Linked DNA regions of Oryctolagus cuniculus: region 1 is linked to region 2. Evidence: chromatin contacts called from public Micro-C data. All regions are on one chromosome and are shown on one strand. The core of a region is the stretch at or near the end of the contact, and the rest is flanking DNA. Distances in the headings are between cores, read along the strand shown. Region 1 holds the start of SND1 (staphylococcal nuclease and tudor domain containing 1). Region 2 holds the start of ZNF800 (zinc finger protein 800).

Evidence for each region. A called contact is a pair of places that touch in the nucleus more often than the background predicts.
Region 1: a contact with region 2 is called in a Micro-C map of ear pinna, with 5 times the contacts expected there. The contact joins the promoter of SND1 here to the promoter of ZNF800 in region 2. A contact is called at or near these places in 2 of 6 Hi-C or Micro-C datasets (ear pinna and an unstated tissue).

Annotation. Positions count from the first base shown.
Region 1 is chr3:164,117,706-164,120,580 of mOryCun1.1, reverse strand. It overlaps SND1 (staphylococcal nuclease and tudor domain containing 1), which reads right to left and starts at 1,493. Exons shown (of 24, transcript XM_002712078.5): 1 at 1,307-1,493. The coding sequence starts at 1,384.
Region 2 is chr3:163,846,061-163,848,760 of mOryCun1.1, reverse strand. ZNF800 (zinc finger protein 800) reads left to right here and starts at 1,256. Exons shown (of 4, transcript NM_001171278.1): 1 at 1,256-1,316. The coding sequence starts at 1,256.

The sequences.
Region 1 (2,875 bases), core at 244-2,743, 270 kb before region 2:
CTGGCATCCCATATGGGTGCTGGTTCAACTCCTGGCTGCTCCACTTCTGATCCAGCTCCATGCTAATGGCCTGAGAAAGCAGCAGTGGCTGGCCCAAGTGCTTGGGCCCCTGCACCCACGTGCGATACCCGGAAAAAGCTCCTGGCTCCTGGTTTCAGATTGGCCCAGCTCTACCGGTTGCAGCCATTTGGGGAGTGAAGCAGCAGATGGAAGATCATCTTGCTCTCTTCTCTCTGTAACTCTACCTCTCAAATAAATTAATTAATTAAAAAAAAACTTTGTAAAACAAAAACTATGATAGCTTGGAAGAAACTGTCATAAACTATATTTGCTGTTCCATATGGAAAAGTCAGCATTGTAATCTGAAATGAAATCCAGAAGTTACGGTTACTGTAACCAGAAAATATGGTAACAACCAAAAAAAAAAGTCAGGTTCTAGGATTTGAGAAGGTTGGGAGTTGAATCACCCAGGGGGCAGGTGATACAGCAAATTTATATTTCAAAATGATGCAGCTAAAATGTTTAAAATGAAGTTTGCAGGGTTAAAGTCAAACATGAAGAAAGTGGGGAACAACAAAATCAGGCAGACTGCCCAGCGGAAGGAGCACGGGGTGGGGAATCAGAACACTCGGGCCCTCATCCTGGCGCCAACCCAAACCACCATGTGCCCTCAAGCTAGTCTCCTGCTCTCCCTAAACCGACTCCCCTTATCTGTAAGAGGCGGGGTAGCAACACAGATCGCCAGGATTCCTAACGGCCTAACATGTTAAGAGTCAGGACACAAGGACCCGGCGCTCTCGGGCCTAGACACTAGACACCAGAAATACGAGGGAGAAGACGGCTGGAGGGCCAGAGAGAACTCGGAGTTAATGACTGAACGTCGGGCAGAGAGAAGCCTTCGCGGTGGCCACGGAACACAGCACCTGTCCGGACCTCGCAAACCTGCAAACTGCTCAGCCTGTGTCAGTACGGACAGAAAGACGGCGAGTGGGAGGGCAAACATCAACAAATCGTCGCTCTCCGTCAGTAATCGATCAGTCCTGCAAACAGCCCGGGAATCCAAACGCCACGACCGCGAACACCACGGCGGCCCCGCACGCCGGAGTGTCCGGAAGACAAGGACCGAGGGGAGTCGGTCCCAGTTTCCGTCTAGCGAGGACTCCAAGGAGGGGTGAAAAGTGAGGAAGGGGTCGGGAGAAAGGGGACCTGGGGGGTCACGCAGGCTGGCGGGAGGGGAAGCAGAGTCGACGCCTGACCCTAGCCCAAAGGCAGGCAGAGGGGCCGGGGTCCCGGGCCCCGCTCTCACCATCTTGACGATGCCCCGCTGCACGGTGGGGACCGCGGGTCCCCCAGAAGGGCCGCCGCTCTGCGCGGAGGAGGCCATGTGTGGAGAAGCAAAGGCAGCGAGTGGTGCGGACCGGCAGGCTGGAGGCACCAACGTGGGTGTCGGGCGCTGGTGAGAGGCTGCTGAGGCCAGGCGCTGGCAGGAGACCTGCTGCAGGAAATGCACGGATCGGACGCGCCGGGTGATTCCAGGAGCTACAGCGGGACTCACAGCTAAAGAGGAGACGCGATCGCCGCGGCCGCCACACGTTCTACTCGCCGCGCAAGCGTGCCAGAGCGCCACCGCCCTCCAGCCAATCAGCTCCCAGAGCCCGCCGGACCTCGAGCCAATAGGCACCCTGCCCTCGGAGCCCCGCCCCACAGTTCCAAAACGAGGGGCGAGCACCAGGAAGCGCTGAAAGAGCTGATTTGCGGTGACGGGATAAATATGGGGCGGGACTTCCGGGGCAGCCGGCGTAGGTAGTGTCGGGAGGTGTAGTGGGAAGGAAAGGACACGTCAGCGTCTGGCCGAGGGGCGCGAGGGGCCATGGGAGCCCCAAGGGTGGAGCCGCCTCGCCCTCTTCCTTGGCCCCGCCCGTTAAGCCCAGCGCCGCCGGCGGCCAAGCCGCCCTCGGGGACCGAGCTGTGTGTACTCGGGAACCCGGGAGGCCAAGTTTGTAGGCGTGTCGGTATTGGCCACTGCCCAACTTCCGGCTCGGCGCCCGAGCTGAGGATGGGGAGAACTTGGGAGTCAGAGCCTTGACTTTCTCCCCGGGATGCCGGTCTTCTCCAGAGCTCGCCGCGCGCCTTCTGTCCTGCTCCAGTCTGCGGCGCCGGGATCCAGCGCTTGCAGGGCGCTCCGTTCATGTTTGCTGCATGTCGCCGAGAGGGCTGACGTGTCCGCTGCTCGGGGGCGAAGGACCGGCCCTGGCTTTCCAAATGCTCCTGGGACTTTGGTCGGAAAAGCCTCCCGGAAGAGACCAAGGCTCCTTGGCCTGGCCAAGTGCAGTGAGCGCCTCCGACCCCAGCTTTTTGCGACAAGAGCCAGGGCCTGCGAACGCTTCAGTGGATATTTACCGAGAACTGGTATTCGTCACGCGCCCATTCTGTGGAGCCGGGCGCCTTGCGTGTATTACGTCACTTAATGGTAATTCCCGGCTCCACGCAGGGTTCCGGTTACCCTCTGGCTCTTTGGAGAAGAGGTTGCTTGCTTTTTACTCCAGGATCAACTTTGGGGTCACCATTTTCCTAGGTCCCCAGTGCCCCCTTCCATACAATGAATTCACTATCCTCTGGAAAAAAAAGTCTTTGTGGAGCCTCGTTCCATCTGTTTATAGAATTGTGCCTCTGATTGAGACTGTCTGCCCTTCCCAACTCCCACCCCTTCGCTCGCTGAAATTGTTTTTTAAAAAAGATTTATTTATTTATATGAGACAGTTACACAGAGAGAAAAGGAAAGGCAGAAAGAGAGAGGTATTCCATCCACTGGTTCACTCCCCAATCAGCCGCAACGGCTAGAGCTGGGTTGGATCAGGAGCTTCTTCCAAGTCTT
Region 2 (2,700 bases), core at 7-2,506:
CCGGCCACACTCCCCCCACCCACTGCCGAGCTTGTCACTTCCTGCCCTCGCCCCATCTCCGTCCGGGGTCAGTCAGTCGCTCCCTGTCGCTGCCGTACAGTCTCTGCTTCCCCCTTCCTACCCGCTCCGCGGCGGCAGCTCAGGCTCTCCGGGGAGGGGGAGACGAGAGAGAGAGAGAGAGAGAGACCGACTTAATAAAAGTTTCCTGAAACAACAACTACTACCAAAAAGCCCACGGTGGGGGGAGACCCCCGTTCTTCTCCGCCCTCTCCAAAAGCCTGAGGGACCGTTGCAGGTGGAGCGGCGCTGGGAGGAGCCGGGCTGCGGCGGCGGCAGCCGTTGCCCCGGCGAGGGGCGCCTCGGGTCCCGCCCGCTCCGGCTCCGGCTCCTTCGGCGGCCGCCGCTGCGGCTGCCAGGCGGTTCCTCCTGTCAACTGCCCGCGCCCGCGCGCCGCCCGCCCGGCCGCCCCACAGCGCGGAGGGACGCCGTGAGCCGCCGCCGCCGCCGCCGCTGGTGAGCTGCGGCGCTTCCGCCTCAGCGCCGGCGGGGACTCTTTGGGAGCGCGTCGGCCCGAACCCCGCTTCCCTTCGCGCGGTCCGAGGGGGGCTGCGCCAGGTGGGGCCAGCGGCCGCCTCCCGCGCCAGGCTGTCCCGGTGGCCGTCCGGCCTGCCCGCCTGCCTTCCGCCGGCCCGCCCTAGGAGTTAAGTAAGTTGGGCGCACTTGGGCTTTGGGGACCGGGGTCCCGCCGAGGAGACCCCAACGCACGTGCGTGGCGGGAGGACGCGGGGTGGGCCGGCCGGGGGGCCGGCCGCGCGCGGGAGCGGAGCCCTGGCCGGCCCGGAGCCCCGCAGCCCGGCCGTGCCCGCCGCGCCCCGAGGGCCCCTCGCCGCGCGCCGGCCCGCCCGGGACGGCGAGGCCGCCGCCGCCGCCGCCGCCGCCCGCGCCCGCCGGCCAGGCCTTGGCCGTGCGCTGCGCTGCGCGCCCGCGGCTGCGTTTCCGGGTAGGGCGAGGAACCTGTGCGAGGAGTCGGGGGCTGGAGGAAGGGATCGTGCGCCCTGCTGCTTTCGTTTCGGGAGGAACGCGCGCGACGCTGAAGGCGAAGGGGAGGCGGGTGCTGGGGGACCGCGTGTGGGAAGTGCAGCCGGAGCCCCCCTGGGAAGTTCAGGGTGCGTGACGAGTTTGTGCTGCTTTCCGCAGGCAAGGCGCGATGAAGAGCTTCTCCCAGTGAAAGGAAAGTAGGTCGCACCCACTGAAAATGCCTTTAAGGGACAAATACTGTCAGACTGACCACCATCACCACGGATGCTGTGAACCAGGTATGCCCCTCCTCGCTCTCGGTCGCAGCCGCTCTGCCTTCTCCTTTTCACCTTAGGGTTTCCTTTTCCTCCTGCCCAAGAATCGCTCCTGAAGCAGGGCAGGCTGTAATTTTCCCCAGCGTAAAACCAGTGATGAAGCTAAAAGCTTGTACGGACGAGATCTCCCCTGCCTGATCCCTTAAAGGAACTCCTGCAAGTGTCACCCCCAATCATTTCCACGAGATCAGCCGCTCAGGCCTGCAGTATACTCCTGCGCCCCGTGAATATTTAAAACCCAAGAGGAGGGCAGGCTTTGGTAGTGGGACGCCAGCGTTCGTCTTGGTGAAAATTGTTCCCTTGCAGCTGAAGTGAGAGGTTCTGATGCTGAAAGTCTAAACAGGACTTTTGGGTGAACACGTTCGTGGAACTCTTCCGGGGCCTCAGGTTTTGCTAAGTGCAACCTTTAAAAATACAAATTCCTGGACAGAACATACTGTATTGCAAAATAATGGGAAAAACTCCTCACTATTTAGATTGAGTACAGAAGCATTTTAAAGGTCTTTATTCAATGGCACTTTTTTTTTTCCTTCCCCAGTTGAGTTTATGGAAGGGAAAAGTATGAGCAGACTCTAATTTGATTAGTGATAGACTCTTGACAGTTTTTCTACTTAGAATGTTGATGTGTTTTGTGACACACATCCAGAGGTACAACTTTAAAAGGGTTCGTTATATACATGCAGTCACTAAATCAAACACAGGCCATCTCAGTCTACTTTAAAAGTAGGTGCATATCACTATTTTGCACCTAAATATTTTCTCTGTTTTTTTTTAATGTTTTTGCTTATTTTTTGTTTTCTCATTACACTTATGTACTTGGATTTTATCCCAGTAGGGTTCCTTTTAATGGGAATTATGATTAATGGGAAAATAGTATCAGAGAAAGGGAGGAATTTACCTTTTCAGAAAACTTGGGTACATGTGTGAGTAAAATTTATACCTCAGTCTATCTCTATTATGCTTTGCTGAGATTAGTAGCAACTCACCTGCACTAATAAAACAGGCAGTCCTAGGATGTGATCCAATTTGCATTCATCTGCCCTTGACCTAACTTTCAGTAGCTGTTTACATTGCGTATTTTGTATATTTGAAGTGAAGATAGATCACTTAGTTTCACTGAATGTTGAATGAGGCTTGCTAGTTTTGAAGTATGAAGTTGTGGATGGATGCCCTTTTATATTTTACGTTCCGCTGTTATTCCATTTTTTTTCCTTAAAAACACTTTGAAGTCACTGAGGTTGAATTGATTAGAAAATAGTCTTATTTAGGAAGAAGTTTATTTGTGTTTTCATTTCTTAAACAGATTACTATTGAATACATATTGGGTGCCCTACTATTGAATACATAT